Regions from separate parts of the Oryctolagus cuniculus genome. Here region 1 is linked to region 2. The links are chromatin contacts, called in public Hi-C maps. All regions are on one chromosome and are shown on one strand. The core of a region is the stretch at or near the end of the contact, and the rest is flanking DNA. Distances in the headings are between cores, read along the strand shown. Region 1 has its middle 22 kb from the start of ACKR3. Region 2 has its middle 210 kb from the start of COPS8.

Region 1 (4,012 bases), core at 980-3,479, 190 kb before region 2:
CCCTCTGGGCTTCCGTAGCGCTTGAACACCTCCCCAACCCGCCAGCCAGACAGTGAGCTGACTATCCCCACCCCACGTGGGCCTGGCTCTGTGTCAGCTCCTCGCCGCGTACTTGTTGAACAAACAAGTGCACAAACGTCAGAGCTCCCCCCGTAAGCCCCAAGCTCCCCCCCCCCCCGTGTTCTCTGGCCTTTACAGGAGCAGGAACGCAATGGATTGAAACAGGTTTAATCAGGAATCATCACAGAGCCGAGCCGGGCGTCTCCCATCACCCATCTAGCCAGGAGGTGGCCTTGGAGCATCGTCCCACATCAGCGGACTCCCGCTCTGAGTCCCGGAGGCTGCGATGCTGAAGAGGATGTGGCTATATGGTTTTTCTTAATTTCTGTCTCTATAGGGTTTTCCTTAAAGGTAGTATTATCAGGGCCGGTGCCGCGGCTCACTAGGCTGATCCTCCACCTAGGGCGCCGGCACACCGGGTTCTAGTCCCGGTCAGGGCGCCGGATTCTGTCCCGGTTGCCCCTCTTCCAGGCCAGCTCTCTGCTGTGGCCAGGGAGTGCAGTGGAGGATGGCCCAAGTGCTTGGGCCCTGCACCCCATGGGAGACCAGGAGAAGCACCTGGCTCCTGGCTTCAGATCAACGCGGTGCACCGGCCGCGGCGGCCATTGGAGGGTGAACCAACGGCAAAGGAAGCCCTTTCTCTCTGTCTCTCTCTCTCACTGTCCACTCTGCCTGTCAAAAAAAAAAAAAAAAAAAAATCAAGGTAGTATCAGGCCCACAGAGCAGAAAAAGAAACAAGCAGCTGCCGCGTCGGTACTCACACGTAGGTGCTCCGGGCAGTTCTGGCTCCAGCCAGCAGAGTTTTGGCAGCTCCAGCAATGCCACGAGAGCGGCCCCTGGGAACAGCTGACTGACAGCTCTGAATCGGAACCGCAGAGCAGGTGGATCAGGAGCCACTTCCCCAGGCTGCGTCCAGAGGAGGAGATCACTCTGCGCAGCCTCCACGTCAGGAACCCCCAGTTTTGGAGGCAGCCAGTTCGGCTGACCAGAGTGAGGCGTGGCCCTGGCAGAGACCCAGATCCGGTTTGCAAAAGAATTTGCCGGTTTCTTTTCTCTTCTCTAAGCGTTGGGTTTGGGTGTGAGTCCTCGAGTCACGGCTTTCAAGAGCCGACACACCTGCTGAGATATGGATTTGTTTTACTGAGTTCTCCCGAGCCAGAAGTCAGCCAGAGGGCAAGGGAGGTTGGCTGCCAGGAGCTTGCTGAAATAGAAAGTGGAGCCTTGGGGGTCCAGGCTAAATGAGCGAGAGCGGAAAGGCAGGCTTAGAGCTGAGCAGAATGTACCGGCGCCTCCGCCTCGAGTGGCTTTCGCCTCCTTCCTCCATCACCGCTACACCTGACCCGAGACCATCAGCCCAACATGGTGAGGCTGAGCGTCCGTCATTCTTCCGGACAGTCTGTGAAAGCAGAATGGATCGCCCGATGCACGGCCAGCTTTTCCTTGTAAGCTGGATCCTGGCTGGACGGGGAGCAGTCTCGTAAGGTGGAAAACCCAAACAATGGGGCCGGGGTTGGCGCTGAATCCTGAACCAGACGCAGCTTTCAGGGGCGGTCAGACAGGGCTGTACGGCTTTGTGAAGACCCTTCACAGAGCAGACCAAGCTTACCGTACTTTAAAATTTGTTTGTGAATTTATTTGAAAGATGCACACACATGCACGCATCCATACACTCGGGGATGCAGCTCCTCTGCGCTGGGTCACCCCGCGAACATCCACAATGGCTGGGCCTTGGGAGGGGCTGGAGCTGGGAGCCTCCCGCAAGCCATCACCGCTGCCTCCCAGGGAGTGCCTGAGCAGGAAACTGGAGGCAGGGGCTGCAGCCTGGAGTTGAACCCAGGCACTCCGATGCGGGATGTGCGCATCTGAACCACTGTATCCCACACCCACTCCACCTGCTGGGTTTCTGCTTTTCTAAAACGCAATCATTTCTGTAATGCGCTCTCTCCTTGGTCCAGGGCCTACATTTGGTACTTGATGTAGAAAACGCACGCCGATTTTAATACCAGCTAACAGCGTCTTCTCTGTATGTTTCTCTGGGGTCAGAGACTCAATCGATCACGTTCTAAGGGGCAGGTACCTTCAGCAGCTCTGACTCCAGGGTCTAGCCCGGTGCCTGGTGACGCGGGGCCTACGCGAGGCTCCTTAGCGGCATAGGCGAGTGAGCGGGAGCAGAAACGGCTGCTCTCTCTGCCCCCACCCCCCCAGCTGGGGAACAGCAGACAGAGTGGACCCACTGGGCTCTAATTCAGCTCTAAGGAAGTGGCCGAGGCTGACGGGAGAAAACCACCAGGTCGGTTCTGGCACTGGGCTCTGCGTGACCTCTGCTCCCCTCCTCTGCATATCCCCAGCACCGGGGTGGACAGACAGATGGGTTCTTCCCCGATCCCACCAGTTCCGGTCTGTGTGTCCGGGGTCTCAGGACCCCAGCCCCAGACTCCCCACAACCGGTGGGACACAACCCGGTGCTGAGAGCAAGGCTGCGGCCCCAGCCAGCTGCCTTCCCCTGCCTGCCAGCGGCGGCTGCTGTCTCTGTCCAGCACATCTGGGGCGGGGATGGTGGCAGGGCCCGGGCTCGGGCGGCCGGATTAAAGTTCTCACTCTGGACAAGGACCGGCCTCTCTGAGCCTCTGTCCTTTAGAATGTGGACTTGGTCCTGGTGTGTGTTCAAGGTGCTGTGCAAATTTGTGCCCCCGCCACGCAGCGTGGTGAGTGCCTTCCCGTCGTCCCCGGCTCCCCGGCTGCCCTGGCCGGCTCCTCCTTCCAGCTCTGCCCCGGGGTTGGCCAGGCCGGGGAAGGACAGTGCAGAGGGCGTGGAGAAAGCTTTGACCACAGGCCCCGCGATGGAAGCAAAGCCGGCCGATTTCCCCATGACTGGACGCCGACCCCTGGGCCGCAGGCTTCCAGTCAGCCAAGGCAGGGCGCTCCCCGCAGGGCCATTCTTCCCACGTGGGTCTGCCGGAGCTCCCGGTGCTCACGGTTCCCGGGGACATTCAGGGCCCTCGGCGACTCGCTTCCAAAACCTCACCCTGCAGTCGTACACGTGCTATTTCAGGAATTCACATATTGCTAAGAACTGGTAACTGTGGAAAAAAGACAAAACGCACTCGTGACTCCACCTACAGTGACTCGCGCACGTAGCCCTCCGTCTTCGCCAGGCTCTGAGTGACCTGGGGTCAGGCCTCACTCCCTGAGGTCCATTAGCTCAGCTTCGCTGGAACAGCCAAGGGATGGTGGGGTTCCAGTCGGCTTTATCAGCCCCCGGGGGCTGCCTGGAGGAGGGGAGTTCCTGCAGGACCAGGATCAGAACGGACTCCACATGCTCTGCACACGGCGTTCTGGGCTGACCGTCCCCGAGCAGCGAGCCGTCCCTGGCCGCCTGGGTGCTTTGCTGCTGGCTCAGCAAATACTTGGAGCTTGGAGCTTGTCCTGGGCCGGCCACGCTCCATCGGCTCCTCTCCCTCCCTGGCTCTGGGCAGCGGGCGGTGGGAGCTGCGGGCACTGTGCTGCTCAGCGGGGTGCTGCCGCGTTGGGTGCCTGCAGTGCGTCTTCGACTTGGGGTATTTTCTGCTTGCAACGGATCCGTCAGGATGCAGCCCTGTGGCAAGTCGGGGGGCGTGTGTGCTTTTCACCCAGAGGGAGCAGGGGAAGGCAGAGGAACCAACGAGCAGGAAGCCACGTCTCCATCATCGTGGCTCGGGCCCGCCACACAGTGGAGTGGACGCGTGAGCCCTGTGCCCCCCCCCCCCCCAGCACCAGCTGATCCACGTGTGCACGTTCAGGGAACGCCGGCAAATTTGGCCGAGACCTACCACATCAATCCTCGGGGCAGGCTGGGTTTTGAAAGCAACTCTCTGTGGGTTCCTTTAGTGAAAACCAAACACCATCAATCGTGCCAAGACACACAAGCGACAGCCCCGGGGAAGCCAGTCTCTGCTCTAATTACCTGCTGCGC
Region 2 (4,338 bases), core at 266-2,765:
GACCCGGCTGAGCAGGCCTGGAGCTTCCTGGGAGGGCACCCAAACTGGCTGTGGGGGTGGGTGCTGGCCGAGAGCAGGGGAGGCTGTGTGGCCACTCAGGGAGTCCTGAGGGCCCGGGGTAGGGGCGCTGGGTACGGGAGCAGCTTGGTTGCCTGGCGTGTGCAGGAGGAGGTGCTGAGACCCGCAGCTCACATGACCCAGGACTTGGTGGGCTACCCTGGGGCTGGGTCAGGGAGTCCGTCCCTAATGCTGGGGACAGACCACCTCCAATCTCTGCTTGGAACAAATATGGTGGAGAGCTCTGTCCCCAGGAGTCAGGACCCACTCCTGGGGCGGCTGCATCCCGGCTGGCCGGGCCATTCCAGGACACACCAGTCCACCACCTGTGAGTTCTCACTGCCCCAGCCATGTGTCGTGTGGCAGGTCCTAACCTTTCTGATCACCAGTCTCACGTGTGAGATGGGGATAAATACCCAGCACTGAGTCGCTGGCCGTGGCCTGCTGTGGGCACTGAGAGGTGAGAGCCGCCATTATTATTACCTTTGTTGTTAGCAGTGAGTGTGGCCATCGTTGCTTTGATTTTGGTGTTTCTGCTAATTGATCACCGGGTTCTGGAGCGAGGGGAGGGTGGTGCCAGGGCGAGTGTGTCGGGAAGGCCCTCCAGTCTTGGGGTGTGCACTGGGTCGCATTGCCATGGTTTGTTCCAGTGAATTTTCATGGCCATTGCAGTGTTGGCCGGCGGGGCCCAGCGGGAGGCCTTTCTCTCAGGAGTGGGTCAGCTGGCGCGGGAGTGGCAGGACTGGCGTTGTGGCGTGCAGGTAAAACCACCTGCAGCGCAGGCATCACATACGGGCACGATTCACGTTCCGGCTGCTCCACTTCTGATCCAGCTCCCTGCTGATGGCCTGGGAAAGCAGTGGAAGCTGGCCCAAGTGCTGGGGCCCCTGCACCCACGTGGGAGACCCGGATGAAGCTCCTGGCTCCAGCCTGGCAGAGCACTGGCCATTGTGGCATCTGGAGAGTGAATAAATGGATGGAAGACCTCTCTCTCTCTCTCTCTCTCTCTCTCTCTCTCTCTCTCCCCTGTGACTGTGACTCTGCCTTTCCGATAAACGGCTCCCACCCGAAGCTGACCAGGTGCTGGCATCTTGCTCTGGGGCTCCAGGACCAGCAGCCAGAGCAAACCTCTGTCCTCACTCAGGCGCTCAGGCCGGGAGCTCTGCCCAAGCCACAGAAACCCGAGGGCGACGCTCCCGCCTTCTGGGGGAGGGCAGAGAGCGAGGGGGTGGTTCTCAGCCAAACGTCAAGGCACTTCAGAGAGGACGGTGCCGAGGACATGGGGGACGGGGGCCGCGGGAGGGCGCCCGCCGGGGTTTCTCCCCCTGGAGCTGCCTTTGCCTGTTCACCTGCGACTTCTCACCAGGGACGCATCGCCCGGCAGTGTGCAGGCCACTCCCTGCCCTGGGCCTCGGTTTCTGTCCAGAAAATAGAAGTCAGGGCCCAGATGATTTGCAGGAGCCCCGCCAGCCGCTTCCCGTTACTCTGGGTTCAGCAGGCATCTGCTGGGAGATGGATCACAGCCCTGCCCCTCCGTCCCCATCGGCCGGCATCGTGGACCTGTGAGCCAGGAGTCTGGCACGTGCGTCTGTCCCAGCGCCGAGCCTGAGGGTTCCACGCTCCCGGGAGGGGCTCGGTTAGCAGCACCGGAAGCCGGGGCAGATACTTCCCTACTGACATCAAACTCACGGTCAGGGCCAATCTCGCTGCCCCGCTCTCATCCGAAAGGAATTTGTCCAAGGACAGTTTATCTGGGATTAAGCTTCCCGTGGTGGCCCGAGGGGTCAGCAGTTCATAAACTCAGCTGCAGGCCACATCCTGCTTGGTGTGTGGGAAGTCACCGGGCTCAGGAGCCACTTCTCACCCCACACCTCTTCCAGGGGGTCACGCCACTCTTCCCGAAGCTCCAGCTGCGGAATGTTGCGGGAACTCCACCCACCTGACATTCTGCCGCCTTCTCGGCATTGCACCTGCCGTCCCGATGAATACTGATCATATCTCCTGGGGAAAATAAAACCGCTCCGTGGGAGCTGATAAGATGTTTCAGATCTCAGTGGAGAATTCAAGAGTATCAGGAGAGGCTAGCACAGGGTGAGTGGCCGGTATTCTAGAATATTCGCACGCGCATAATGAGATATTAGGGGATGGCACCCAAGTCTAAGCACAGCATTCATTTGTGTTTCGTATCCACTGTATACACAGTCTGGACGTTAATTTATACAGTATTTTAGTGCACCTGCAATTTTTTTAAAAAAAGATTTATTTATTTATTTGAAAGGCAGAGTTGAGAGGGAGACACAGAGATTCAGGGCTGGGCCAGGCCAAGGCCAGGAGCCAGGAGCCAGGAGCTTCTTCCGGGTCTCCCACGTGGGTGCAGGGCCCAAGGACTTGGGCATCCTCCATTGCTTTCCCAGGCCACAGCAGGGAGCTGGATGGGAAGCAAAGCAGCTGAGACATGAGTCAGTGCCCGTGTGGGATGGCGGCACTGCAGGCTGGGGCTTAGCCTTTCCCACCACAGCGCCGGCCCCTCCCTGCACCTGTAGTTTGGCTGCTGACCAAGAGGTCAGGTGCGGGAATGTCCACTTGTGGGGTCTTGTTAGTGCTCAGGAATTGCAGATTTGGGGGCCCTTCACATTCTGGATTTTTGGATTAGGGGCGCCCAGCCTGTCTCTGGGGACCCACACATGCCAGTCAATTCCCTTTAGAGATGAAGAAAGCTTGGCTCCGTGGGAATCATTTTCCTTTTGACTTTTTAAAGGATTTTTCAAATCTATTTGAAAAGCAGGGAGAGAGAGGGAGGGAATCAACTGGTTCATTCCCCAAACGGCTACAACAGCCTGGGCTGGGCCCGGCCAAAGCCCGGAGCTCCATCCGGGTCTACCACGGAGGTGGCAGGGCCCAAGCGCTTGGCTCCTCTTGCTTTCCTGTACGTACTAGAAGGGGGCTGGGTAGGCAGCGGAGCAGCCAGGCCTCAGGACACTCGGACAGGAGATGCTGCTGGCGTGGGCAGCTCACCCCCAGCGGCCCCTGCCAGCTCCAGGCCGGCGGTCATTTCCAAAGTCAAGGCCGACCAAGTGTGTCTTCCCTGTTTCTTCTTCACTGATGGATCATTCTGGGAGTTGAGGCCGGGGGGGGGGGGGCGTGTCAAGGGGTAGGGTTCCCATTCCTGGTGGCCAGACAGGCGTCTCTGGTCACACGTGATGCTCTGGCCTTGGCTGAGTGCTAGGTGACAACAAAATGCTCTGAGCTTTGTAGCAAGTTTCTTTTCTTTCTTTTTTTTTCTGACAGGCAGAGTGGACAGTGAGAGAGAGATACAGAGAGAAAGGTCTTCCTTTGCCGTTGGTTCACCCTCCAATGGCCGCTGCGGCCGGCGCACTGCAGCCGGCGCACCGCGCTGATCCGATGGCAGGAGCCAGGTGCTTCTCCTGGTCTCCCATGGGGTGCAGGGCCCAAGCACTTGGGCCATCCTCCACTGCACTCCCTGGCCACAGCAGAGAGCTGGCCTGGAAGAGGGGCAACCGGGACAGAATCCAGTGCCCCGACCGGGACTAGAACCCAGTGTGCTGGCGCCGCAAGGTGGAGGATTAGCCTAGTGAGCTGTGGCGCCGGCCTTTTTTTTTTTTTTTTTTTTTTTTGACAGGCAGAGTGGACAGTGAGAGAGAGAGACAGAGGCGAGTTTCATTTTACCAGACTGCCTGGGTAACGTTTGACAAACTTGGCTCCTTCCCTTGGAGCCCAAAAGGTTAGAGACCGAGTGCCCTGGTGGCCACAGGGCTTGGGAGTTGGAGGAAACAGGGTCCCAGGTCGTTCGCTTGCCCAAGCAGCTGCACTTCGGGCGCGGCCGGTCCGTGCTGGGCATCGCCCTTGCCACCGTCCTGCTGGCCCTGAGCCGGGGGCTTCTGCACAAGCCCAGCACCCAGGACTGCACCGACACGGAGCCGGCGTGGAGTGGCGTGGAGTGACTGCATGATGTGTGCCCCCCCCCCCCGCAAGTCCTTTCAGCTCCACACCCGAGCAGCCGCCGGGCCGCACAGCTGGCCGGGGTCCCCCCTGAGAGCTTGGAGTCTGAAGCAGATGCCCTGGCTTTGTTCCCCCCCCTGGAGGATGGCAGGGGCCCAGGGGATGGGGGACCACTCTCTGGGTCCCCATCTACATGCCCCTCATTGGCGGTCTTGACTTGGGCTCTGCTCTGAGAATCCTACACTCCTGAGGGCCCAAACCTGATCTCGCGTGAAGGTTCCTGGGGCACAACTCCTGTAAGATCCCACCCTGCAACCCACT

What was found. A called contact is a pair of places that touch in the nucleus more often than the background predicts.
Region 1: a contact with region 2 is called in a Hi-C map of embryonic fibroblasts, with 4 times the contacts expected there. The contact joins two enhancer-like sites. A contact is called at or near these places in 3 of 6 Hi-C or Micro-C datasets (embryonic fibroblasts, psoas muscle and an unstated tissue).

Annotation. Positions count from the first base shown.
Region 1 is chr3:3,478,103-3,482,114 of mOryCun1.1, reverse strand. No RefSeq gene overlaps it. Among named protein-coding and RNA genes, the nearest start is that of ACKR3, 22 kb to the left of the region's middle. Within about 2 kb of position 2,229, at least 1 of the 8 cell types and tissues checked has an H3K27ac peak or open chromatin away from gene starts, as enhancers often do.
Region 2 is chr3:3,290,593-3,294,930 of mOryCun1.1, reverse strand. No RefSeq gene overlaps it. Among named protein-coding and RNA genes, the nearest start is that of COPS8, 210 kb to the right of the region's middle. Within about 2 kb of position 1,515, at least 2 of the 8 cell types and tissues checked have an H3K27ac peak or open chromatin away from gene starts, as enhancers often do.